5 separate regions of the Mus musculus genome follow, and regions 1, 2, 3 and 5 are each linked to region 4. The links are chromatin contacts, called in public Hi-C, HiChIP or PLAC-seq and promoter capture Hi-C maps. All regions are on one chromosome and are shown on one strand. Each heading gives the region's core, a stretch centred on a gene start, on an enhancer-like site or on the middle of the called end of the contact. The rest is flanking DNA. Distances are from core to core; before and after follow the strand shown. Region 1 overlaps Agmat (agmatine ureohydrolase (agmatinase)). Region 2 holds the start of Fbxo42 (F-box protein 42). Region 3 holds the start of Efhd2 (EF hand domain containing 2). Region 4 holds the start of Zbtb17 (zinc finger and BTB domain containing 17). Region 5 holds the start of Ddi2 (DNA-damage inducible protein 2).

Region 1 (2,700 bases), core at 104-2,603, 310 kb before region 4:
TTGATGCAGAGATGTGGTGGCACATGCCTGTAATCCCAGCAGTCGGGAAGCAGAGGCAGGAAAATCCGGACTTGGGGGTCATCCTTAGCATGAGCAGGTGAGACCAGCTTGGGCTATAAGACAAATGATCCCAGACTGGGGCGGGGCGTGAGAGTGCTTGTGTAGTGCTTGGGGAGGCTCCGTGGTCTTCAGTCCTAGCACCGTAACTAAGTAAACAGGTAAATCGTTGTTAAGAAGAGGATGCGGATGAAATGTCAGCTGTGTCCACGTGTCCACGTGCCCTTGAAAACAACGGCGGGACAGAATCTGCTGCCATTGTTAGAAAGGATAGCTGTACCTGGAGGCAGATCTGAGAGGAAGGTGGCTATTTTGCACTTTTGATACTACTAAGAACAAATAATTTATTTGACAAATTGTGTCTTTTATGTTTTATGTTTTTCCTTTTCAGTTTTGTTTGGTTTGGTTTTGTATTGTGAACAGGCACTAAAGCTAATGTTATTTTGTTTTAAGAATATTACGGACTGGAAACAAATAAACTATTTTAATGTGTGATGGCTCTGGGGCACCTCTGGAATTGCAAGGTGATTCATGGATACATTATTAGAGTTGTATGACACTCAATAGTGCTTTCTGTCAGAGCAGGCACGGGAGATGGCAGGCATAGAGGGGCTGTCAACCTGAAGGGCAGATAATGCAAACCCGAGGTATACAGAGAGAGTTAAGAGTTCTCTCAGAGCAAGCTGGCAGCATCTGGTTTAGTTTTTACCCCTAGTCTTGTTTGAGGTGAAGGGTAGTAATGGGTCTTACGCTCTCAATCAGGTTAGCCTCAGACACACATGAACTCCCCTGCCTCGGTATTCCACTGTAGAGACAGATGCTGTGGAGACGGAATGCCTGCCCTGCGCTACTTCTCGGGCCTTTCCAGTTGACTTGTCTCCTTCTCCTGTTTCCTCCACCTTCTATGAAAGGGAACAAAGTTAAAGCAGTAGAGACTGGCCAGATGACGGGTTCTGGTTTCCTGAGTCTGGCATTCTTGCTATATAACCCTAGTTAGGCTCAAATTTGTAACAGTCCTCCTGCCTCAGCCTCCCAAGTGTTGGGACTACAGGTGTGTGCCAAGGTGCATCACCAGACCGGGGGCTGCTGCATTTCTCCTTAGGAATGTGAACTTTAGCCATGCAGTGGTGGTGCACGCCTTTAATCCCAGCACTCAGAGGCAGAGGCAGGTGGATCTCTTGAGTTTGAGGCCAGCCTGGTCTACAGAGTGAGTTCCAGGACAGCCAGGGCTACACAGGGGAACTCTTGTCTCGCAGAACGAGCTTGGGTGGAAAGATGATGGCTATCAGTTAAGAGCACTTACTATTACAGAGGATGCAGATCCAGCTCCCAGCATGCAGTGGTGGCTCACTGCTATCTTAACTCTCCAGCTCGTGAGGATTAATCCCACACCCCCTTCTGAACTCCACAGGCACACATAAAAATGAAATGCTTTAATGTTAGGAGGGAAGGAAGGAGACACGAGCTGTTTGGGTTAGTGTCCCAGTTGTCCTTGTTTGCAGCCAGTGGTGACATTTCACAGAAAGCTTTCTTTGGTCCTTGCACTGCTGGCTCACAAGTCCTTGAGGCTCTGTCATGACATAGTCTGTTTTGTCTTCAGGAACACAGACTCAGACAGTTGTCACTTTGGGGAGAGCACACAGCATCTCAAACAGCAGGTTAGCTGCTAGGAGGGCTGTGTTACCTAAGAGGGAGAGAAAGGCTATGAAGCTGGCACACGCCTCCCCAAAGCCACTCTCCAAGGACTCTAGCCTTCCCAGAGCCCTGGCTTCTGCACTCGGGATGCCACCTGCCTGTGAACATGCCTTCAGTCCCTACCGAGCATCTTTTGGAGACTGTAGGAGAATCCTGAGGGACCTTTGATACTAATGGCTGCTCAGGGCCCACCCTCGGCCTAACTGGAAGCTTTCTTCTTTCTTCCAGTTAGAATTATAGGGGTGACATCTCCTTTTCCCAGGTGTCAGCTAAAGCAACCCCCTACTTCACAGCAAAGCATGCTTTGCAAATTCATTTCTCAATGAAACATCAGAGGCGATGCCACTGAGCCTCCCTGTCACTAACCAGCAACAGCTGGCTCCTCCCAGGGGTTTTGTTCCTTGCATTAGCTCGTGCCTGTCGGGTTTGTGGGGGCAGGCTTCTCTCTTCGCTGCTGGATCTTCTCCACGGGGTCCCCGAGGTGAACATGGAGGCCTACCTCATTAGATGGATCTAATGTAAGCTCACAGCTACCCCATGGATCATTCTTTCCCCTCACTCACCAGAGAGATCATACGGCGGGGAGACTTCCACAAGATCGCAGCCCACCACATTCAGGCCTTGGCAGCCCCGGATGATCTCCAGAGCCTGTCCAAGGTAAATGTGACAGTCATTTCCAGTGAAAATAGAGGCCCAGATACCCATCCTTGGCCTAGGCGGGTGCTGGCTACAGCCTCGATGCTGTTTAAGGTACACAATTCACAGCACACAGCCCCTCTCTACTAGGGGCTCTGGGGTGTGATAGTGGAGTCAAACCAGGCAATGTCTTATGTCAAGATCCTTGAGACAGGCTGGGTGTGGTGGCACACGCCTTTAATCCCAGCACTCAGGAGGCAGAGGCAGGTGAATTTTTGAGTTCGAGACCAGCCTGGTCTACAAAGTGAGTTC
Region 2 (2,700 bases), core at 44-2,543, 300 kb after region 4:
TCCATGTGAAGCCATTCTTGCTCCATGAAAAGGCCACCCGGCATCAAACATCTTCTCTACCCTAAAGAAATGAAACTAAAGACTCTCAATTACTACCACTTAAACAACAACAAAAAAGTTCCGAGAAAAATAAATAAATAACAAAAATAATCGAGTGTTGCCTCCGGCAAGTGAAACCCAGTAATGTGTCTGTCTGGTTCTGTATCTTAGATCCATCGGAACGCTGCCACTGTAAAGTCCAAACGCTTTGGCAACTGAGAAACGAAACATGGCTTTTCCTACTAAAACTCCGAGGATCCAACAGACAAAGCAACCGGCTTATTCCAAAGGTTTCCAACCAACTCCAGCATCTCAAGTTTTCTCAGCTGAAGCTACCAGGCTCTCTCACCTAATTGTGGTTTTCTTGATTTACAAACTCGTTGCCACCCTCCACGGACAATTCTCACCGGGGCAAGCCTTCTTCAGTCACAACGTGGACTGCTGTCTCCAGCCAGGAGAGCTGCAGTTCCCACTAAGAGAACACTCAGACGGCTAGGGGTCAGGGAAGGAACTGCTTGTGTTTTATTTCGTCAGCCGATTCCCCAAAAAAATCATCTCTTGGGCAGCTGCAGCTTCTGAGACGCCCGCCGGCCCCCTCGCCGCAGCCCCAATTCAGGAGGGCAGCAAGCGGGCTCCCGCTCTTCACCGAGGACTTCAGGGTTTCAGGGGGCGGGGTGAGGCTCCATGACACCCCGAAAGCCATTCTCCACCCCCTGACCGCGCATCCTTTCCCGGCCTGGAGGAGGACCCGGACCACCCTGCTGAGGAGAGGGCACAGGTCTGCGCCCATCCCGAGAGCTGGCTGCAAAGGGGCGCACGTCCCCACCTTAGCCTGGGAAGCCGAGGATGACGACAGCAAGACCCCAGGCCCGCCAAGACCCACGCCCGCGCAGGACACGGGGCCCGCGCCGGACTCGGGGTGCCCCGGGGTCCCCGGGCATGAAGCGCAAGAGGCGTCGGCGCCTGGCCGCGGCCCCGCACCGGGAGAGGCCTCACCTGGCCCAGACCGCTCCGCGCTCTCGGTTTCGCGTCTCCGGCGACGGTGGCGAAGGAGCCAGGGCCGGGGCCAGAGCACAGCCGCTCTGCCTCAGGCCGGTGCTTGCTGTGCTCGGGGGATCTTCACCGCTGGCGGAACCCGGGGTCGCCCGGAGCCGCCATCTTCCTCCACTCAAACGCCGCCGCGGCTACCACCGCCGCCGCCGCCGTCCCTGATGCCACCGCCGCTGCTGCTCAGACCGGGAGACGACAGCGCGCAGTGCGCATGCGCTGAGGCGGGGCGCGGAGGAAGCGCGCGCGCGCGCACACACGTCAGCGTGACCGGCCTTCCGCGCGGCGGCCGCTGGGCGGCGCCATATTGAGAAGGGCCGAGGGCGCGGAGCTTTCTAGGACTCTTATCAGGATCGGCGCGGCTGAGCGCTGGTATCTGAGCTGTTTTTCCGATTGTTTGATAGTGCAGACTTAGATTAAGGCACTTGTGCCCCCAGGTACCCACGGGTTGAGCGTAGAGAAAGGGCAATGGGGAACGGAAGTGCCTTTTAGATATCCCCAGGGAGAGGAAGCTCCCGGCGTTGGAGCCTCTGGAAACTGTAGCAGCAGCTATGTTGCTACCAACTTTAAAAAAAAAAAAAAAAAAGAGGAAACCCAGTCTCAAAACTCCCGGTGTAGAGCGGAGCCTGGGAGGAAACAAGCCTGTGTGTTTCTCTGTGCTTCCCAGTGTGGCCATCACCGAGGAGTGGGGTCCCGCTCCCACAAAAGAGTCTCACTTCAAGAAAGCTGTGTGTAGGTGAGAACCTTCTAGAACCCATCCCTGCAGATGTGGTTTAAGGAAATGCCAGACATAGAGAGCTCAAGCTCTTGTGCAATTGGAGCATTCTGAGACATCAAGCGAATAGCCCTGGGATAAAGTAGACCTAGGCTTGTATAGCCCGTGAGACGTGGTACTAGGTCAAAAGTACCACGAGGCTTGGTGACACTCCTTTAAGTCCAGTTATGCAGGAGGTTTAAGGGCGAGAATTGCTTGATCCAGGAGTTTGAATCTACTTTGAGGAACCTCAATCTAAAAAAAACATTTATGTTCCTCATATAAACATTAGAAAAAACTCTGGCACGCAGTAAGTGAGAAACTAAGAAATTCCATTGCCCTGGCATGGTGGTTGACTATTAATCCCAGCACTTGGGAAGCAGAGGTAAGTAGATTTCTGAGTTCAAGGCCAGCATGGTCTACATAATGAGACCCTGTCTCAAAGAAAAAGAGAAAGAAGTCTTGGCTTGCAAAATGGCTCAGCAGGTAAGGGTGCTTCCCCCAAGCTTGAAGACCCGAGTTCAATGCCTAGAACCTACATGATGGAGGGAGAAAACCAATGCCAACTCCCACAGTTTCCACCCTGATCTTCATTCTCAAACAATGACACTTGTGAACATACATACAGTAAATATTGCGTGTGCCTGAGCATATCTTGTGCACCACGTGTGTGGGTGCCCTTAGAGGCTAGTAGAGGGTGTCAGATCCCCTGGAACTGGAATTATAGGCAGTTGTGACCCTACCACCGCCATGTGGGTGCTAGGGATTGAACCTGGGTGGTCCTGCAAGAGCAGTACATGTCTTGACCGTCTCTCCAGCCCTGTAATCTAAGTTATAACATGTTCTAAGAACTCACGCTA
Region 3 (2,700 bases), core at 196-2,695, 430 kb before region 4:
CTAGGTAGAGCCTGGAAATCAGCATTATGGCTAGTGACCTTGCAGTTGATGCCAGAACACCATAGCTTTGAAGGTTTAAGAGTTTGTTACCGCCGGACAGTGCACGCCTTTAATCCCAGCACTTGGGAGGCAGAAGCTGGCGGATTTCTTGAGTTCGAGGTCAGCCTGGTCTACAGAGTGAGTTCCAGGACAGCCAGGGCTACACAGAGAAACCCTGTCTCAAAAAACAAAACCCCCAAAAGAAAAACAAACAAACAAACAGAGTTTGTTATCTGTCTATCTATTATCTATCATCTATCAAGGAGGGAGTCTTACTATAGAGCCCTGGCTATCCTGGATGTAGACCAGGCTGACTGAACTCAGAGACTGGCCAGAGATTTACTTTAGTTTTAAGTCTGTGTGTGTGGGGGAGGGGTATATATGCTCATGAGTGCAGATGCATAAGCAGGCCAGAAGAGGGTCTAGGATCCCTGGTGCTGGAGTTACAGGCCTTTCGTGACTTGCCCCTCTCTACCCGGACCCTACACGGATGCTAGGATGTCAGTCCTCCACAAGAGCAATAACCACTCTTAATAACTGAGCCTTCTCTTCAGACCAGCTTTGCTGTTCTTGAAGTGACAGACTAGATGACAGAGACAAATTCTCTCTGAGCTCCTCCTTTCCAGCTCCCCCCATTCCTGACGCTTTGGGGAGGAGGTCACCCCTCTGGGATCCCCATCAAAGAGGCAACATGGAGATCTCTCTGAAATCCCTCTGAGGTGGAGAGTCCCAGGCATCCGCCGGATCAGGCAGCTATTGTGCTGAATCATCGTGTAACAGGACGACCCCCTTCCCCTTTCCCAGTTCTTTGGGGACCTTGAGAACTGGTAGGGTGCCATCTCCCTCATAGCAGCTACCCCACTTTTGAATGACGCCAGTCATGATAGCCCTGGAGACAGTCTCAACTGGGCTCCAGTGCTAGGGTCCACCTTCTTCAGATTCCTGCCACCTTATCAAGAACGCCCAGCGGTTCACTACCAGTGGTCTCCATGGCAACCGACAGGGTGTCAGAGACACAAACCCCTTTCAGAGAACGGGTTGAGAGCCGCGCCCCTCTCCAGTCCCTGAACACACAGCCACCTCCTGCGAGCGGACCCTCTTCCCTCCCGAAGGGTTGGGACACCCCCTTCCCAGGTTCCTTCCAGAGGGCTCCTGGGACTCAGCGTCACCCAGAGGTCATCAGAGAGAAGTTGATGGTTTTTCACTGTGGGGGAGGGAGGGGAACGATGATGAGGAGCTGGGGAGCGGAATGCACTTGACCCCCCTACCCCCCTCCGGGGATAGAGAAGGACCCGGCACGCGGCAAAGGCGGCGGGAGCCAGCCCGGGGGCGGGCGGTCCCCTAAGTCCCACCTTCAGGGCGGCGCCTGGCGGCGGGGAGTGTCAGGAAGAGGAAGAGCGCGGCCGGGAGCGCGGCGCAGAGCAGGGGCCCGGCCGAGGCAGCGCTGCGCGGGCCACCATGGCCACGGACGAGTTGGCCAGCAAGCTGAGCCGGAGGCTGCAGATGGAGGGCGAAGGCGGCGAGGCGACGGAGCAGCCGGGGCTCAACGGGGCGGCGGCGGCGGCGGCGGCCGAGGCTCCCGACGAGACTGCCCAGGCGTTGGGCAGCGCGGACGACGAGCTGAGCGCCAAGCTGCTGCGGCGCGCGGACCTCAACCAGGGCATCGGCGAGCCACAGTCGCCCAGCCGCCGCGTCTTCAACCCCTACACCGAGTTCAAGGAGTTCTCCAGGAAGCAGATCAAAGACATGGAGAAGATGTTCAAGCAGTAAGTGCCCCTGCACCCGGTTCCCCACCACCCTAGACCCGGCCTCGGGCCCTAACCTCCCGTATCCCCAATTAGATTCCCCCAGAACCCCGTCTCACCAGGGTGGGGAACTCTGCTGCTTTTCTAAAGAGCCACGAGGCTTCCAGACCCACCACCCCAGCACGCAAGTGGATCTGGGGAGCTCCCGTTCCTGACATGTGACCCCTCCTCCTGGTGATACTGCCCTCGGAATAGCCCACGCGGATTGGGGGCTCCCTGAGGTTCCTTCCAGATAATCGCAGGTCCCCAGCGAGTCACTACCACCACACAGGGTACCGACCTCCTTCCCACTGTTAATGTTACTGCACCCACCACCCTACACCCAAACATATCGAGAAAGGGAGAAAGGGCCGGTGGCTTCCCTTCCGCTCCGTCCTAACTACTGGACTCCCTACCCCCACCGCAATAAGGCAACCCTACTGCCTCTTAAGGGGACATTCCCCCCGGCACCCATGCCAGACTTGTGCCTTTTACTGGGTCCTTTAATTTCTTCTGCTTAGTTATGGACTCTCTCCTACTAGGTTGGGTCCACAACCCCCTCCCCCCAACACACACACACACACACACACACACACACACACACCCTCAGCTATACTATGTTTACTTACTGTGGGTGAAAACTCTTCAGGCCTTTCCATTCCCGCCCACCCTGTTGACCAGGTTCCATTTCCTTAACACTGTGCGGTCTTGCTAGGGAAGGGCTCCTCTGTCCCTGTCCCCCAGTCTACAAACATGTAACTCCCCTATCATCAGGACAGAGTCCCCTGGGACTTAGCCCCTCTTCATACACTGTGAGTCCACCTTCCTCCCCTCCCTCCCTTCTCCCCCATTACCCCGCCCCCCCACCTCGAACCCC
Region 4 (2,700 bases), core at 1-2,500:
AGGCCCACTCCTTTATGCCTCTTCAGCCTGCCTCAACCTGTGATCTTTCTGGTCCACAAACCGGCTTCTTAAATGCCTTCCCATTAACCTAAAAGTTAAAGTGCTGAACTGGGTTTGCAGCATCCCCAAAGACTTCAGCTGAGCCTGCTGACTTTACCACCCACCTCTGACGGAGGAAGAGGAGCTTGAACATTCGTACAGACAACACCTTCAACTTAGGATGCCCTTGTCCTTCTGCCTCACTCCCCCGTGGAACCTTTCGGCTCAGCTTTCTGAAACACGGGGACTCCCTAGGTTCACCTAAACTGTGTACGGTTTCCCAAGTCAGGCTCCCTTCCTGCAGCGCACTGACATCTGGAAAGCCCGTTTCTCTCTCCCACGTGAGTCTCTGAGCTCTGAACGCTGATGCCGGTGATGACACTTAACAGCAGCAAGGGACTTTCCACGCGTTCACGCTCTTAACTGGCCATGCTAGGCCCTGGACAACATACCACGTAACCCCTCACACATCTCAGAAGACAGATTTTATTATAACCCCATTTTAAGGATGAGGATACTGGGGTGGAGAGAGTCTCCGCTTGGAGCTGAGAACCCTAGTCGCACTCGGGGACCCAGTCCGCCCGCACTTCTGCTCTGTCCTCAGATCTGTCAGGGGCGGAGAGAAACGAGGGAAACGGGATGGAGGGATGGTGGGATGGATGACGAGTGAATGAATGAACGGTCTGTGACGGGAGGTCAGTGCGGCTCCCGGTCCGGGACACATCCAGGTCGCCCCCACCAGCCCCGCGCCGCCCCGCACTTCGCCCCCACGCGGCCGCAGCACGCCCACCCGCCGCAGCCGGCGCGCGGGGTCAGGGGGCGGTGACAGCCCGGCGGCGGGGGCGGAGATGCCACCAGCCGCGGTGTCACCCAGCCCGGGAGGCGACTCGCGCCCCGTCGGCCGCGCGGGTGCATGGCCACCCCTCCGGGCCGCTCCCGCCGCCCCGGGGCCCCGCGGCGCCCTCCGCCCGGGCCTCCCCTCCCCCACACAACCGTCCCGGCGTCCCGTGGCCCCGGTCCCCGGCCGCCTCGGGTCCCGCCTCCCGGGACTTCCGGACCGCTGGCGCCGCCCGGGCCTCACCTGCCATGTCCCGAACCCCACCACAGATGGAGGTGCATCACGGCCGCGAGAAGGCCGGGGGCAGCGCTTCACAGCAGACAAAGGGCGCCGCCATGTTAGAACCGGGCGGAACCGACCTCGCTGGCTTCCCGGCTGGGACTTCCGTCGCTGGCGCAGCGCTCGTCCGAGGTGCGCGACCGCCGGCAGGCGCATGCGCCGTGCCAGCCGAAAGTTAGTGCTCTTCTGGAGTTGGACCTCTTTTAACCCTTGTTTTCCGGCTCCACAGAGAGCTGCCGGGACACTTGCTGTGCACCGGACTCTGTGTTAAGCTCTTTACTGTTTATTGTCTCATTGCTCACACGATACAACCGAGTTCTTTCTCCTCTCTTTGGGAGGAGTGAAAACTTAGGTGCAAAAGGATTACTCAAACATCTTTGTGACAAAGGAAAGATGTGGACCTACTTGTGACTCCCTTTATGGTTTTGGTAATTTTATTTATTTGTTTGTTTGTTGTATTAGGGATCAAACCCAGCAACTCGGACTGGGTAAATAAATTACTCAGTGGCCTGTTGGGAGCCGACTCCTAGCAGAAAGCGGCTGTCATCTCTGCAGCCATCTCGGGCTATTTACTTACAAGTTGGTACTTTTCCACCCTGACAAGAGACTTGTTTTCCTACCATGATGTTTTTGCAAGAAGCCCACCACAGCTGAACACACTCTGATAACATCTTGTTTTTCTCTTACATATCCTGGATTTGTGGTTAAGTATCTCCTGCCATACTCCCAGCAAGTGCATATATACCCATAGTTGCCTTCCAATAAATGAGATTTGATCAGATAGCCTGTCTTGTCTCCATTCTTCGCGTCTCTTGCCCCTGTCCCCACTCTCTCTCTCTCAGACCCTGTTTACTGACCCGCGGGCCAGGTCAGTGGCACAAGTGCTTGCTTGCTACACAAGCTCTATCTTGAAAACCACGGTAAAAGCCAGGGGGCTGGCAGGAGAGATAGCTCAGAGGTTAAGGACACTTTTGCTCTTGTAGAGAACTTGGCTTCGATTCCCGGCACCCACATGGTGACTCCAATTTCAAGAGATCTGATGCCTTCTGCTATTTGCAGGAATTAGACATACATACAAGCATGCAGGCAAAATACTCATAGAATTTAAGTAAACATTAAATAAATAATAGTAATAAAATCTAGGAGTGGTGCATTCTGTAATCCCAGGGATTTATTGGCCAGTCAACCTATCGTATGGAAACCTCAGGCTTCAGTGTCCTGAAGGTTGGAAATTAGATTAGAACTAAAGATGTAGGTCAGTGGTAAAATACTAGCCTAGCATGACTGAGAATGCAGGCTCCATTCCCAGGGAGGAAGTGATATGGGAAGGGCATGAAGAAGGTCAGGGCTGGCAGCCAGGGTGGGTTTGTATTTAATTACTATGCCAGGACTGCAGAATATTAACTGTTATTTATAATTTCACTGAAAACTCTTCAAAGAACAAAGACTTAGCTGAGTGTGATGCACACCTTAATCCCAGCACTTGGAGGCTAGAGACAGGCAGCTCTCTGACTCTGCACACTAAAGATTCATGGTGTAATTTC
Region 5 (2,700 bases), core at 88-2,587, 280 kb before region 4:
GTAGTGATCCTGCAGTCTCTGCTCCTGGATGATGGTGAAATGAACCAATTCAAGACAGATTAGCTCGTCGTAAATGCGGGTTTGTTGGGTTGGGAAGCTTCTGTCAGGAGGACGAATTCACTGGTCCCAAGGAAGGAGAGGAAGGAAGCCATATTAGTCGCCATGGGAAGGGAAAGGAGAAGAGGGAAAAGAAAGAAAGAAAGAAAGAAAGAAAGAAAGAAAGAAAGAAAGAAAGAAAGAGAGAAAGAGAGAAAGAAAGAAAGAGAATGGGGGTGGGGGGGAGAGAGAGACCAATGATATCATATATGATATGATATCTGTATTAAATGCAGAAGAGTCTCTGGGGGAAGGGCAGCTGAGTCCCTGCCAGGTAGGGACAGAGGGATGTCAGGAGAACCTTGAGCCTTTGATTTGTACAATGCATACCTCAGCCCCTAATCCAGGACTGGAAACCAAACACTCCTGAGTGCTGGGATTACAAATGTGGACCACCCTAGTGGGCCCGGGAGATGTTTTCGGATTTTTACCATTCTTGGTATCTACATCTTCTTATGAATTGAGTGGCCACTAAAATAACGACTGTTTCCCAAGTACTGTCTTTTTGTCCTGCTGAGGTTGAGCTTGGTCCTGGTAGGCAAGATGTCAACAAGGTATTTTATCTATACCATTAAAGTAAATTGTTCAGACTGGAACACTTATGATCCAGGCAGGCTTGGAATTTGCCAGCCTTCTGTTCACCCTCCTGAGTAGCTGGGATTACAGGTTTGCGCTACCAGTCCCAGTATACGGAGTAAATTCTAAACCGTACCCAGTAAACGTCCAGTGCTGGATGCAGTCTGAGAGTGAGTTAACTAAGAACTGTGCTGTGTGTGTGTGGCTGCCAGCGCAGCCATGCCAGCCCGCAGGCTGGGATGGGCCTCGAGCACAGCAAAGGATCTGGATTTTCGTCCTACATTCATTACCAAGTCGAAACCGAGTTAATATTACTGAAATGACAACTTCCATTACGAAAACTCTGTTTTAGAAAGATGTGCTTAATTTGTCTTTCAACCATTTTTATGCACACGCCATTCGCACAGTAGGTCCCCGTTGGATGACTAACTGGGACTGGGATCCTGGAATACTCCGGAGCTCAAGCATTAAATCGTGGGGTTCCCCCACCCCGCATCCCCATTCCTCCCTCCAGTCTCCCCAGCCCCGCCCTGCCCCACAGCCTAGCGTCGCGAAGGCTGCCGGCAGCCTGGCGCGCTTTACGGCCGTGGCGTTGCGACGGGGCGGGGCGCCGGGCGGGCGGCCCGCGAGCTTGACGGCAGCGGTGGGAGGCAGGCCGGCAGGCAGGCAGACGGCGTCGCAGGCGGGTGGCGGCGGCCGCGCTGGCTGCCGAGGGCGGGAGCGAGTGAGTCATTGCGCGCGTGTGAGGGAGGAAAGGAGCGAGCGAGCGAGCGAGCGAGCAGCCCGCGCCCGTCGCCCTCCCGCCGCTGCCGCCAGGTCTCCCCAGCCGCCGACTGCCTTCCGCCCAGCGCCCAGGCCGGGCCGAGTCGAGCCGGGTCGGGCCCGGGCCATGCTGCTCACCGTGTACTGTGTGCGGAGGGACCTCTCCGAGGTGACCTTTTCCCTCCAGGTCGACGCCGACTTCGAGCTGCACAACTTCCGCGCGCTGTGCGAGCTCGAGTCCGGCATCCCCGCCGCCGAGAGCCAGGTACGCCGGGGTGCGGCAGCGAGCGGGGGCCTCCGGCCGCTGTGGCCGGGGGCGGGGGGAGCTGGGGGCCGGCGGGGGCCGAGTCCTGCAGCCGCCCGTGGATGCACCCACTGCAGCTAGAGGGGCACGTGCGCGGGCGGGCAGCCCTCCCCACCTTCTGGCCTTCGGGAGCCTGGGTCCTCATCCGGGATCTCCTGACTTTCCGACCAGAAATACCAGTTTGGATCACTGGGAGAACGACGCCTGCCTGGGGTTCGCTTATTTGGACCGCTCCAATATGCGCAGTTTACTACCTGGGAGAATGCAGATTTGCGGTTGAAAGTGAGGGGAAAAAGTTTGAGACTCACTCTGCCATTGACGTCTCTGGAAATGCATACATTTTTGGTTAATTTATTATATATGTATACACACACACACATATATATATGTCATATATTAATTAAAGTAATGGTTAGGTTAACTCAGTCTGTCTGCTTCTCTCAGGCCAAAGCCCTCCTCCTTTCTGGGCCCAGTTTAGTTGGGTCAGTTCAAAGCTCAGTGCTTTCGAAGGATATTAGCTTGAAAATGGCCTACTGTCTGAAGACCCCCGAGGGATTCGGCGGCCAGGAGTTCAGCCTTCTCATGTTTTAACAAGAAAATATATTCTCAAAATGCTTTGGTGTCCTTAGTAGACTTCATCAAACAATAGGTGGACTATTTTGTAACCTTTGCACTAAATCCCTTAAGATTCTAACCAAAGTGGCCCCCGCTGGGTGTAGTCTAAACACCAGAAAATTATAGACAGCTCCCAAGGCCCCAGAATGTAAATCTTGATTTCCTTCTGCAATTATGAAATAGTTCCAAAAACTGTTGCCCAACGACTGCCTGTTCTGTCCTGACTTACGGTAAACTCTGCGTGTCAATATTGTGTTCAGAAGTACCATTCCTTCACACAATGTGAACTTTAGAACCTTGGCATGCAGCTCTTTCTGGAAGGATCTATTTTAGGGAAGGAGGTGTCA

Evidence for each region. Promoter capture Hi-C pulls out the DNA fragments that hold promoters and counts their contacts. Hi-C and Micro-C count contacts between places; a contact is called where the count stands out from the background. HiChIP or PLAC-seq counts read pairs in DNA pulled down with a chosen protein or histone mark.
Region 1: a Hi-C map of erythroblasts shows a contact between it and region 4, with 4 times the contacts expected there. The contact joins the enhancer-like site here to the promoter of Zbtb17 in region 4. A contact is called at or near these places in 2 of 39 promoter capture datasets (embryonic stem cells and hematopoietic stem and progenitor cells), 1 of 484 Hi-C or Micro-C datasets (erythroblasts) and 1 of 9 other capture datasets (pancreatic islet).
Region 2: a promoter capture Hi-C map of liver shows a contact between it and region 4, with 2.7 times the contacts expected there. The contact joins the promoter of Fbxo42 here to the promoter of Zbtb17 in region 4. A contact is called at or near these places in 2 of 39 promoter capture datasets (hippocampal neurons and liver), 4 of 484 Hi-C or Micro-C datasets (CD4 T cells, CD8 T cells and regulatory T cells), 6 of 115 datasets of contacts at active chromatin or transcription factors (effector CD8 T cells, embryonic stem cells, memory CD8 T cells and 2 more) and 2 of 9 other capture datasets (adipose tissue and pancreatic islet).
Region 3: a FOXA1 HiChIP or PLAC-seq map of pancreatic cancer cells shows a contact between it and region 4. The contact joins the promoter of Efhd2 here to the promoter of Zbtb17 in region 4. A contact is called at or near these places in 3 of 115 datasets of contacts at active chromatin or transcription factors (bone marrow-derived macrophages, memory CD8 T cells and pancreatic cancer cells).
Region 5: a contact with region 4 is called in a promoter capture Hi-C map of liver, with 2.5 times the contacts expected there. The contact joins the promoter of Ddi2 here to the promoter of Zbtb17 in region 4. A contact is called at or near these places in 3 of 39 promoter capture datasets (liver, macrophages and pre-B cells), 2 of 484 Hi-C or Micro-C datasets (CD4 T cells and regulatory T cells), 7 of 115 datasets of contacts at active chromatin or transcription factors (bone marrow-derived macrophages, effector CD8 T cells, embryonic midbrain and 3 more) and 3 of 9 other capture datasets (adipose tissue, liver and pancreatic islet).

What each region holds. Positions count from the first base shown.
Region 1 is chr4:141,758,039-141,760,738 of GRCm38.p6, reverse strand. Agmat (agmatine ureohydrolase (agmatinase)) reads right to left here. Exons shown (of 7, transcript NM_001081408.1): 6 at 2,316-2,400; 7 at 1,476-1,741. The coding sequence ends at 1,668. Among named protein-coding and RNA genes, the nearest start is that of Agmat, 13 kb to the right of the region's middle. Within about 2 kb of position 1,353, at least 9 of the 459 cell types and tissues checked have an H3K27ac peak or open chromatin away from gene starts, as enhancers often do. A contact at or near this core is called in erythroblasts, where this site is marked.
Region 2 is chr4:141,146,515-141,149,214 of GRCm38.p6, reverse strand. It overlaps Fbxo42 (F-box protein 42), which reads right to left and starts at 1,293. Exons shown (of 10, transcript NM_172518.3): 1 at 1,036-1,293.
Region 3 is chr4:141,873,665-141,876,364 of GRCm38.p6, reverse strand. Efhd2 (EF hand domain containing 2) reads left to right here and starts at 1,445. Exons shown (of 4, transcript NM_025994.3): 1 at 1,445-1,805. The coding sequence starts at 1,498.
Region 4 is chr4:141,443,223-141,445,922 of GRCm38.p6, reverse strand. Zbtb17 (zinc finger and BTB domain containing 17) reads right to left here and starts at 1,250. Exons shown (of 16, transcript NM_009541.2): 1 at 1,121-1,250. It overlaps Gm42337, which reads left to right. Exons shown (of 4, transcript XM_030253993.1): 3 at 740-1,330; 4 at 1,619-1,937. The coding sequence ends at 1,686.
Region 5 is chr4:141,722,056-141,724,755 of GRCm38.p6, reverse strand. It overlaps Ddi2 (DNA-damage inducible protein 2), which reads left to right and starts at 1,337. Exons shown (of 10, transcript NM_001017966.2): 1 at 1,337-1,699. The coding sequence starts at 1,562.